Regions from separate parts of the Sus scrofa genome. Here region 1 is linked to region 2. The links are chromatin contacts, called in public Hi-C maps. All regions are on one chromosome and are shown on one strand. The core of a region is the stretch at or near the end of the contact, and the rest is flanking DNA. Distances in the headings are between cores, read along the strand shown. Region 1 overlaps LOC106505408 (a long non-coding RNA gene). Region 2 has its middle 14 kb from the start of MILR1.

Region 1 (5,281 bases), core at 1,464-3,963, 81 kb after region 2:
ATCTGTGCCAAGACCAACACAGGTGCTTCTCTCTGTTTTGTGGGAGGTGTTGGCATATGGGGATGTGATGTTTAAATCAAAAAGTGAACATCAAGGCAGCATGATTCCAAACGGCCCAACACGTCACCTTTGCTTATCAGCATTTATTCAACAAACAATGAGCCGTGGGTTTGTGCAGCACTCTGCATGTTCCATGGCTTGTGGAAGATGCCTCTCTAGGCAGCCACCTTGAAGAAACAGGAGCCCACCAATGACCAGCACAGACCAAAAGCTGGTTAGAGGCCTCCCAGTCCTCAAGGATGGCAGCCCTCCCCACCACACTCTGCACACAGCTGGCCCATTGGCAAACCCAATCTGGTCTCTTCTTCCAAGATGGAAACAGCTGATGCAGGTAGTTGAAGCAGTGGAATCCAGGCCATCCCAGCAAAAGCCCAGGGTTTGATTGGAATAGAATCCAGCACCAGGCGGCCAACATTGACCTACTGCCAGCTCAAGCCCTGGGCCCTCTCACAGCCAAGGGCTGTCGGTGTGGCAGAACCAATGCTGGGTGGAGAAAGAACATTCCATGTGTGATACGTCTGTGATGGGCAGAAGAGGACTCAGTGGGGCTCCCTTGAAGACATGGCCACAGTTAACTAGACTGAAAAAAATGCCTTGATAAATATCTTAAAATATTTGAAAATCATATATCTGATAAGGGATTCATATCTAGACTATATAGAGAACTCCTAAAATCACCCAATACTAAAATTGGCAAAGAACATGAATAGATACTTCCAAAAAAGATATGCAAATGACCAAAAAGCACATGAAATAATACCCAACAAATTCTGTGTTGTATTTCATCAATAAAAATGAAAAAAGTAGTTTTTTTGGCTGCACCTGCAGCATATAAAAATTCCCAGTCCAGGAGTCAAAACCACACCACAGCAGTGATCTGAGCCACTGCAGCGACTATGCTAGATCCTTAACCCACCAAACCACAAGGGAACTCCTAAGCAATTTTAATTGCATCGGGCAGAATAAAATGCCTTGGGAAATCCTTACATATTTTTTTAAAGAGGTGTATAAGAAAAATGTATCATCATTTATTAAAATAAATTGGCTAGTAGTCACAGGATATTCAGAGACTTTGTAAAAGAACCGTTTTTTTAAAAAAGCATCTGCAGAAAATACAGCAATAATCCCTGCTTAATCATGAAGGATAATTCCCAGTGGCCAGAAGAGGTGACTTTGCTGGATGTGCCGTCTCTCTCTTTCGGATACAGAATACACCCTAGCAAATACTTTAGGCAATTTGAAGAACTAGACGAGGAGTTCCTGTGGTGGCACAGCAGAAACGAATCCGACTAGGAACCATGAGGTTGCAGGTTCTATCCCTGGCCTTGCTCAGCAGGTTAAACATTTGGTCTTGCCCCAAGCTGTGGTGTAGTTTGCAGACAAGGCTCGGATTCCATGTTGCTGTGGCTGTGGTATAGACCAGCAGCTGTAGCTCGGATTCAACCCCTAGCCTGGGAAACTTCATGTGCCATGGGTGTGGCCCTCAAAAGCAAAAAAAGAAAAAAGAAAAAAAGAAACAGACATGACTTCCCCTCCTGTTCTTTCTGCCCTCGGTCTAGCTGAGCTTGGGGGGTGGGGCAGGGGGCTGTCTAGGGATAAAGGAACGAGAATTACATTTAATTTTCATTTCATATTGGAGTGTAGTTGATTTCTAATGTTTTGTTAGAGAATTACACTTACAGCTAGAAACTCGATAAATATGGAACATATGAAAATGCAACCCACGAATTGCCTGTGACTCAGTGTTTGTCTAAGATCTGAGATAGCAGATATTTGTAAACAACGTTCCTTGACAGGTTTATCTACGTTGTCTTCTAGATTTTTCTAAGCTCTCATCCGTATTTTCAGGTAGAGCATCAGACAAGAATTCCCTTGAACCATAGTGCGCTCAGGTGATTTCATGTTATGTTTAGTCTGCCCAGATGAAAGGATCGCATTCTTCAACAATGACTTTGGGTTTTTTGTAAACATTAGCCAGTTGGGGGCTCAATGGATGTCACCCAGAGTTCCGTGTTTGTACTCAACTCCTCCTGGAAGTGCGTCCCTGCCCGGTGCTCAGGCTTTCTTAGGACAGACAACGAACATTCTGCAGCCCCACGTGCTTCCCGTTTAACTCGGCTGCCAAAGCGTTCCGAGCCAAATTCTATTCCCCATTAGGGTAATTAACTACTGTCAAGGGCCTGTTAATGTCAGCTCCCTCTTCCTCTAGATGGTATCGCTTGCATTTTAATTCCTAGCTGCTCCGTGTTATATCACATTTCATCTTGTCAGCTGCTTCAGATCCTTTTGGGGAATGGCCTAACACAAATTATAAAAATCAAAATGATAGCTTAAAATTTAACAGATAGAAACAAGTCCTGCTTTTAAGTTATATTCATTTAGACGAAGCAAGATATTCTACCTATAGTCCGGGGGGCCTTGGCCATTTCTGTATCATTTCTTCGCCCACCATATAAAGGGATTGGATTCCATCACCTTGAAGTTCCACCGAGGTGCACAAATTGTGAGTGTGTGTGTGAACCTACTATGTGCCAGATACTGTTCTAGGTGCTTGGGGCACATTGGAGAAGAAGAGAGACAAAGATCCCTCCACGCATGGAATTTGGATTTGAGCAGGGAGAGACAGAAATAAGGGATTCATATAACAAGCCTATCTATGGTGTGTGCAGGGTGGCGAGGACTATGGAAAGAGTCAGTGGGGTTGAGAGGAAAGGACTGGAAGCAGGGCGGGGAGGGGCCATATTCAACAGGGTGGTCGGGCGAGTCTCGGTCAGAAGTGAGATTTGGGGAAAGGCATGAAGTTAGCCAAGCAGGACATCTGGGGAAGAGATTCCAGACAGAGAGATGAGCTAGAGCAACGGCCCTGTGCTGCAGAAGCAAGGACGCCACAGGGCTTTGGGAGAGGGAAGGAGGGAGCAGGAGGTGAGAACAGCTGCATTGCAGATTCTGGTAGAAAAAGAAAAGTTGTCTAATTGTAAATAGATAGGTTCTTTCCTATGCTTGTTCTAAGCCCTGCTCCTTCCTGTTCCCCCAAACCAGCCGCATCCCAACCACCCACCACCCTGCAGCTTGTTAGAGATGCAGAATCTTAGGACCTCCTTCAGTTCCACTGAATCAGAATCCTCATGAACAATATCCCCTAGTAATTATTATTATTATTATTATTTTGTCTTTTTGTCCTTTTTAGGGCCACACCCGCAGCGTATGGACCTTCCCAGGCTAGGAGTCTAATCAGAGCTGTAGCCACCAGCCTACACCAGAGCCGCAGCAACACCAGATCCTTAACCCACTGAGGGAGACCAGGGATTGAACCCACAACCTCATGGTTCCTAGTCGGATTTGTTTCCGATGTGCCACAACGGGAACTCCTCCCCTGGTAATTATGACTTATATATGGGGAGTTCCCATCGTGGCTCAGCGGAAACGAATCTGACCAGTATCCATGAGGATGCAGGTTCGATCCCTGGCCTCACACATTGGGTTAAGGATCCAACATTGCTGTGGCTGTGTTGTAGGCTGGCAGCTATAGCTCGAATTCGACCCCTAGCCTAGGAACCTCCATATGCCACAGGTGTGGCTCTAAAAGAAAAAAAATCATGTATGGGAAGACACACCTGAAAGGACACCACTTTTATAAACATATAGAGATTTTATTTTATTTTACTTGTTATTGAAATATAGTTGATTTACAATGTGGTGTTAATTTCAGGTGGACAGCCAAGTGATTCGGATACATATTAGATTCTTTTTTAGATTCTTTCCATTAAGAATGTCAGAAGAATGTAAGAATCTAGGTTATTACAAGGTAAGCATAGTTCCCTGTGACTTACAGTAGACACTTGTTGGTTATCTATTTTTATATAGTAGATTTATCCCTCCTCCCAATATACAGGTATTTTAAATAGCATGTGCTTTACAATAAGACTCCTATTGTTGAAACAATCCTTAAATTGCCCTTTTACAAGGGCTGTTGAAGGACAAGGACTGTCTAGAGTGCCATCTAGTGGTGATATGGAAAATTACATCTCTAGGACAAGGATCCAGCGGAGAATTCAGGTATCATATGGAAAGTAATTGTAGTTTTGAAGTTCCCTAGTGACTCAGCAGGTTAAGGAGATGGCATTGTCACTGCTGTGGCTCGGTCACTACTGTGGCACGGGTTCAGTCTCTGGCGTGGGAATTTCTGCATGCCGTGGGTGCAGCAAAAAAAGAAGGAGCTATTAATGGACAACATTGGGCCAGTTGGAGACATTTGCATGTAGAATGTCTATCAGACTAGGAGAGCATCCATGATCAATTTCCCAAGTGTGATAATATACCATGATTATGCAGGATGTCCTCGTTCCTAGTATTAGGAATAAAGCGTCATGATGTCTGTACCTAAATTTCAAACAATTCATCAAAGATGAAAATTAATACTATAGAGAGAGAGAGAAAAAAAGCACGTGAGCAAAATATTAACAGCTAGGGAATCTAGGTGAAGAATATACAAGTGTTCATTGTACTATTTCTTGTAACTTTTCTAAGGCTCGAAATTTTGCAGAATGAAAAAGAGTTATCATCAGTGACATTTGAAGTCACAAGGAACTACTTAAGGAGACCTAGGACCTGTGCATCAAGTGGTGACAGCTGGAGGAACCTTGACTCTTCCCCTCCTCTGGTTCTCTCTCTTTCTCCTGCTGATTTTGCTGGAGAGATTAAAGACCAAACCTCGGTGTGGGTGGGACGCTGAAGGGATGGTGTCCAAGGAGCAGTAGTAGAAAATCGGTTCAGACCTTTGTCTCCAGCCTTGGCTGAGTCATGGGCTCCATTTCTGCATTTCCCCTCTATTTCACCTCTTCATTCTGTATTACTTTAAATGACAAACACGATGTGCATTTGTGGCAGTATCCATCCTAACAATATAGAAAGATGGAAAGTCAAATATGAAAACGCTTCTTAAGGCCATTTCCCTGCTTCAGTGCACCTGCCTAGAAATAAGCAGGGTGAACAATTCCTCCCAGGCTTGTTTGTATTTAGTGATGAGCCCTAGTTATTTATGCACATTCCATGAGGGACAAGGTTTGGGTGGTTTTGCCAGTTTATCGACAGCACCGGGCACATAATAGCTCCTTTTTAAATGTCGGTTGAATAAATTGTTTCCTTTCACATAAATGAAATCATTCTGAACCTATTTTTCTTCTGTCTGCTGTTTTCATTTAACAGTAGATATTTTCCTGCT
Region 2 (5,639 bases), core at 283-2,782:
GAGTGACTTAGTAATGAAAAGAAATATTATGGCAAGGTGCCAAACCCCGTGCCGGTGCATACACAGTAACTGCAAACAGCCTTCTAGGAGTTCAGAGTTCATTTGACATGCATTGCTGGACACCCCCTGAGGGCTAGTCTCCATCTGAGGGTCTGCATGAAAGACGGCCCCTGCTTTAAGACCGCTAATCCTAGAGTTCCCGTTGAGGCTCAGTTGGGTTGGGAACCTGACATAGTGTCCACACGAGTACATAGGTTAGATCCCTGGCCTCACTCAGTGGGTTAAGGATCCAACGTTGCTGCAAGCTGTGGCATAGATCATAGATATGGCTCGGATCTGGCATTGCTGTGGCTGTGGTGTAGCCCGGCAGCTGCAGCTCTGATTCTATCCCTGGCCTGGGAACTTTCTTATGCTGCAGGTGTAGCCTTGAAAAAGAAAAAGGAAAAAAAAAAGACAGTTAATCTTTTAGCAGCCAGTGTTTACTGAGCACTAGCTGTGTGCCAGCCTTTTCTAAGTGCTTTGTGTGCATTAACTTCTAATCCTCACAAACGCTGAAGGGCAGATACTATCATTCTCTCCATCCTGCCTCTGAAGAGGTGAGACTCTGAGAGGTTAAGACCCCCAAGATCACACAGCTAATCTGGGCCTGGAAGAGTCTTTTCGTATTACTTCTCTGTGCTGCCTCACATAATGATGTGGTAAATTCTCTGGGCGCCCAGAAGGCAAGATGTTTGCTTTCCAGGCATCTCCTGGAGGAGTTAGCTGATCAAAGAATCAAGGAACAGCCTTCCAGGCAGAGGGCATGGCATATGCAAAGGTACAGGCAAGGGAACGCGGCACTCCACCCTCCTGAGCAAGAGTGACCACCTAGGCTTGGCACAAATATTTCAAAGCATTAAAAAAAAAAAAAAAAAAAACTGGAATTTTTCTTGGGAAAAATAGTCTCCTTTTAGTAAGGGAAAGAGTCTCAGATGAGAACCCCAAAGACCCTTAGGAGCAACTCGCAGCAGCTGTCTTAACTTGATGAGTTGCCTCCGGCCGACCTCTCCCTCACGGGTCCTGTTATTTCATTGTAAAAAGGCTAATAATTAATTCCTGTGTGTCTTTGTGGCTCACATAACAGAGCACAGAATGCCATGGGGCTTCTTGTAGGATAATGAAGTGGAGTGATGTGGGCAGCACGTGGCCACCCAGGTGTCACGGAGTGCTGGGTGCCCTGGGTCACCCCGGCACCCGTGCCCAAAGTACACCTCTAGGAGGAGCCCACCCCCTTGGCCCGGGCTCTGGGCAGCAGAGGGTCTCCAGTGCTCACTTCCACCTAGCACTGACCTTCTTCCTCTACCTGTGGTTCTGGAGGCTCAGCCTGGAGAGGCGCCAGGCATCTCCCCAGACTCTGGAGCTGGGGCTGTGTTCGCAGGGCACTGGAGGAAAGGAAAAATCCTCTCCCTGACTCTCCCTCTCTGGCTTCCCAGTGATTTATCACTATGGAGACGGAGGTCTTTTCCTCTTTGCTGCCGGCTGGCTGGGGGCGCACATTGTTGGTGCCCTTGCCGTACAGATCACAAGTTCCTTCCTCTTTCCTGTTGCAGAAATGCCACAGTCCCCACCGTTGTCCAAGAACTGCAGCTCACACCTGAAGGCTCAGTCTTGGGAAAAACAATCTCATTTGATTCCCCAGGGGCTGTGGGGGCCTGAGAACAATGCCGGTGTGAGAACAATGCAGCCTCCGGGGCTGACCTGGGGCCCTGCTTTTCCCCTTCCCTCAGTCTTCCTAGTCGCATTTTAAACATGGATTTCCAGGCACCCACAGGTAGTCTGCATTGTGTTAGGCGGCAGAAAACATAAATTCAAAAGTTCCTCTGTGTGGGCCGAGCCTTCTTTGAGGGCGGGGCAGGTGTGATTACAGGCAAGGCAGAGCCCCCTTCCACTGCCTGTACCTCCTCACTCGTGGAGGCCCCGAGAGAGATCTGTTCTCACAGGGAAAGGCTTGCACATGGAGGGCAGATGTGGATTCAGGGGAAGGGAGATGCGGATGCAGGCGAGATGGGTTTGCAGAGGAGACCGCACACCTGTGTCATCCTCGGTACTTCCATGTTCACATGAGTTTCAGGTGTTGTCAGCTGGAGGCCTGGTGAGAACTGGTTCTGCTGGGATCAGTCCAGCACGTAGGCTACTCCTTACAGGTCAGTGTCTGGGATGGAGCACACTGGGCCCGACATGACACTTACTGGGCCAGGTCCTGGGTACAAGGACACAGGGCAAATGGTGAATGGGGATCCCAGAGACAGTGAAAGAAGCTCCCTGGCCAGAAAGTCCTGAGGCAACACCAGGTCCACTTTGGCTGCATGGGCAGGTCATGACCCACCTCAGGGACCTTCTCTGTACATTGACCTAGCCTCATCCTGTTAGGGAAGATGGAGCTAAAGACACGTCATATTTATCCATTTCACTCTTCAAGAGGTCCATCAAGAATAATTGGCCAGGAGTTCCCTTCGTGGCTCAGCAGTTAACGAACCCGACTAGGATCCACGAGGATGCAAGTTCAATCCCTGGCCTTGCTCAGTGGGTTAAGGATCCAGTTTTGCCATGAGCTGTGGTGTAGGTCACAGATGCAGCTATAATATCGCGTTGCTGTGGCTGTGGCATAAGACTGATGGCTACAGCTCCAATTCGACCCCTAGCCTGGGAACCCTCCATATGCTGTGGGTGCAGCCCTAAAATAGCAAAAATAAATAAATAAACAAACAAAAAGAATAATTGTCCAGATGAACAGGTCTCAAAATTATCCAGGAGGGCAACACTTGGTGTAGGACGGGCTGGCGCGTTCCAGTGTTCAATAATCCCCTTTACCTCCCTGAGCATCCAACTTTTTCCTAGTTCTCAAAATACTCCCGTTCTCTTTCCATCTGGAATGTTCTTTTATTTGGAAGAGGATTTCCAAGTTTCTTCCAGATTCTAAGCAGCAGTGTGAAAATTCAGGTTTTATTTTTGTCATCGGAGCTGCTTGCACCCCTGGACCCCACAGGGCCCTGCCCTTCAGGGAAAGGCAGATGGCAACAGACATAATCTTGCCAAATACCTTCGGAGCAGCTCAGCTCACCTCTTCCTCTTGGTATGAAAGAATGAGCCTCTTTGAGGTGGACACTGTCTTTCTCTCTGATTCTCTCTGCGCACCCATGGGACCATCAGAAATGGAGGACTTCCGTGCAGTGCTCAGCTTCCTCCTGACCACCTAAGGGTCTCGCTCCCTGTAAGACCTCAAAAGAATTGGAGGGGCTGCCTGATGCAGAAATCCCCCAGCAACACCTGTATCAGGAGTGTCCGACCAGCACTGGAATCCTGCAGGGACAGAGAACCGGTCTGTTTTTTTAATAGTGATTTTTATTGAGATCATAGATTCACCTGCATTTGTAATGAATAATAGATTCCTTGCACACTTTACCCAGGTTTCTGCATGGTAACATTTCAATGTTGCAGCGTAGTGTCACATGGTCACTAATACAACACACCCACAGCATCTAATCTCCCCGGTTTTACTGGTACTCATTTGTGTCTCTGTGTATGTAAAGTTCTAAACAGCTTTAGCACCTGGGTGGTTCATGTGTCCATCACCACAGTAAGCACACAGTTCCTGCACCACCAGCAGCCCTCAGCCACACCCACTTCTGTCCCCATCTCCAGCCTCTGGAAACTGCTAATCTGTCCCCTATTTCTAAGCTTTTGTTATTTCAAAAATGTTGCCTAGATAGGCTCATGTTTGGGGGGGGGGATTGGCTTTTTTCCGCTCAGCCTATTGCCCTGAAGATTCACCCAAGTGGTTGCATGTATCAATAGTTTGTTCACTTTCGTTGCTAAGGAATATTCCATGGTGTGCATATTCTGCCATTTATTGTTTGGAAGGACGTCTGGACTGACTCCAGTTTTTAGGGAAAGCTGAAATGACAAAGCTGTTGTGACCATTCATGTGGAGACCTCTTTTTTGTGAAGATACTTTTTTATTTCTCCAGGCAACTATTTCATTTTTTTAAACAGCTCTAATTAAGGAAGAGCCTTGAGGTCAGTGATGGGTCCAATTGAGACCCATTTGTGTTCTCACATTCTCAGAATTAGCAGTGTTTATACAGGCTCCTGGCTTGGTCCTAAATCACATGAATCTCGTGTCAGTCTAGAAGCAGTTTCCTGTGCTTATTCTCGTACTCTAACTTGGCTGCCTTTTTTATTTGGATGTATCCATTTAATTTTGTTTAATCAGGTAATGAAGCTGTAAAGAAACAGGAAACATTAAGACAGTTGTATAGAACAAACTGAAGGATTACATCTTAAAATAACCTTGGTGAATAAATATTTCAGATTATGTGTATTTCAAATTTTTTTTTTTTTAAATTGACCCCTTCAGTGTTTGTTCTAAGCCAAAGATTTTCCTATTGCTGGGGCATTTCAAGAAGCCTTGAAATATTTTCTTCCAGAGGCACCGTTCAAGAGTTAAGGGCTCAGGCCTGGAGCTGGGCAGCCAGCATTCCAATGGATTTTACCACTCAAACTGGCTGTGGGGGGAGTTGCGTTATGGTTCAGTGGGTTATGAACACAGCTAGCATCCATGAGGATGCAGGTTTGATCCCTGGCTGTGCTCAGTGAGTTAAGGATCCAGTGTTGCTGTGAGCTTTGGTGTAGGTTGAAGATGCAGCTTGGATCCTGCCTTGCTGTGGCTGTGGTGTATGCCAGCAGCTGCAGCTCTGATCTGACCCCTAGGCTGGGATCTTCCTTCTGCCGCAGGTGTGGCTCTAAAAAGAAAAAAAAAAAAAAAAAAAAAAAAACAACACCCAAACCAAAAATGGTTGTGGGATTGTGAGCAAATGTACTAACCTCTCTGAGATTCTTGTCATTCTCGTACCATGAAGATAATTCCAGCATCTGACCCATAGGATTAAATGAGACAATCCATGAGGAGTACTAAGTGCTCAGTACATTTTCACAGAAACCCCTCTCTAAATCTCTGGAGAATAATGCTTCGAAACCCTTCACTGAAGGTTGTTTGTAGGGGGCAATGAGAAAGAATTCTAGGAGTTCCCGTCGTGGCGCAGTGGTTAACGAATCCGACTAGGAACCATGAGGTTGCGGGTTCGGTCCCTGCCCTTGCTCAGTGGGTTAACGATCTGGCGTTGCTGTGAGCTGTGGTGTAGGTTGCAGACGCGGCTCGGATCCCGCGTTGCTGTGGCTCTGGCATAGGCCGGTGGCTACAGCTCCGATTCAACCCCTAGCCTGGGAACCTCCATATGCCGCGGGAGCGGCCCAAGAAATAGCAGCAACAACAACAACAACAAAAGACAAAAAGACAAAAAAAAAAAAAAAAAAAAAAAAGAAAGAATTCTACCACACTTCCCAGAGCAAAACTGGCTGGAAGTCTTCTGTTCCCGGTTTCTCCCTCAAAGTCAAGTCCTCACTACCCGTCTCGAATCACCCAGTCAGCCTCTCTCTGTTACCCTGGCTCCCACATGGGCCCCTTTCTTCTTCAGGGCTGCCTGGAATTGTCCGTGTTTTGCCCGGGACCCCCAGCTGGCACCACAATCCCCAAAGATGAAGACCGTAAGCCCTTGGGCTGTGTTTTGCTTTCCTTCTTGTTTTTTGGTTCCGGTCATGCT

The links. Hi-C and Micro-C count contacts between places; a contact is called where the count stands out from the background.
Region 1: a contact with region 2 is called in a Hi-C map of retroperitoneal adipose tissue, with 1.9 times the contacts expected there. The contact joins two enhancer-like sites. A contact is called at or near these places in 2 of 5 promoter capture datasets (fetal liver and liver), 36 of 47 Hi-C or Micro-C datasets (adipose tissue, alveolar macrophages, blood and 17 more) and 2 of 2 datasets of contacts at active chromatin or transcription factors (alveolar macrophages and skeletal muscle).

Annotation. Positions count from the first base shown.
Region 1 is chr12:14,729,313-14,734,593 of Sscrofa11.1, forward strand. All of the region lies in intron 1 of LOC106505408 (a long non-coding RNA gene), which reads left to right. Among named protein-coding and RNA genes, the nearest start is that of TEX2, 33 kb to the right of the region's middle. Within about 2 kb of position 2,714, at least 1 of the 83 cell types and tissues checked has an H3K27ac peak or open chromatin away from gene starts, as enhancers often do. A contact at or near this core is called in retroperitoneal adipose tissue, where this site is marked.
Region 2 is chr12:14,649,414-14,655,052 of Sscrofa11.1, forward strand. No RefSeq gene overlaps it. Among named protein-coding and RNA genes, the nearest start is that of MILR1, 14 kb to the left of the region's middle. Within about 2 kb of position 1,533, at least 32 of the 83 cell types and tissues checked have an H3K27ac peak or open chromatin away from gene starts, as enhancers often do. A contact at or near this core is called in retroperitoneal adipose tissue, where this site is marked.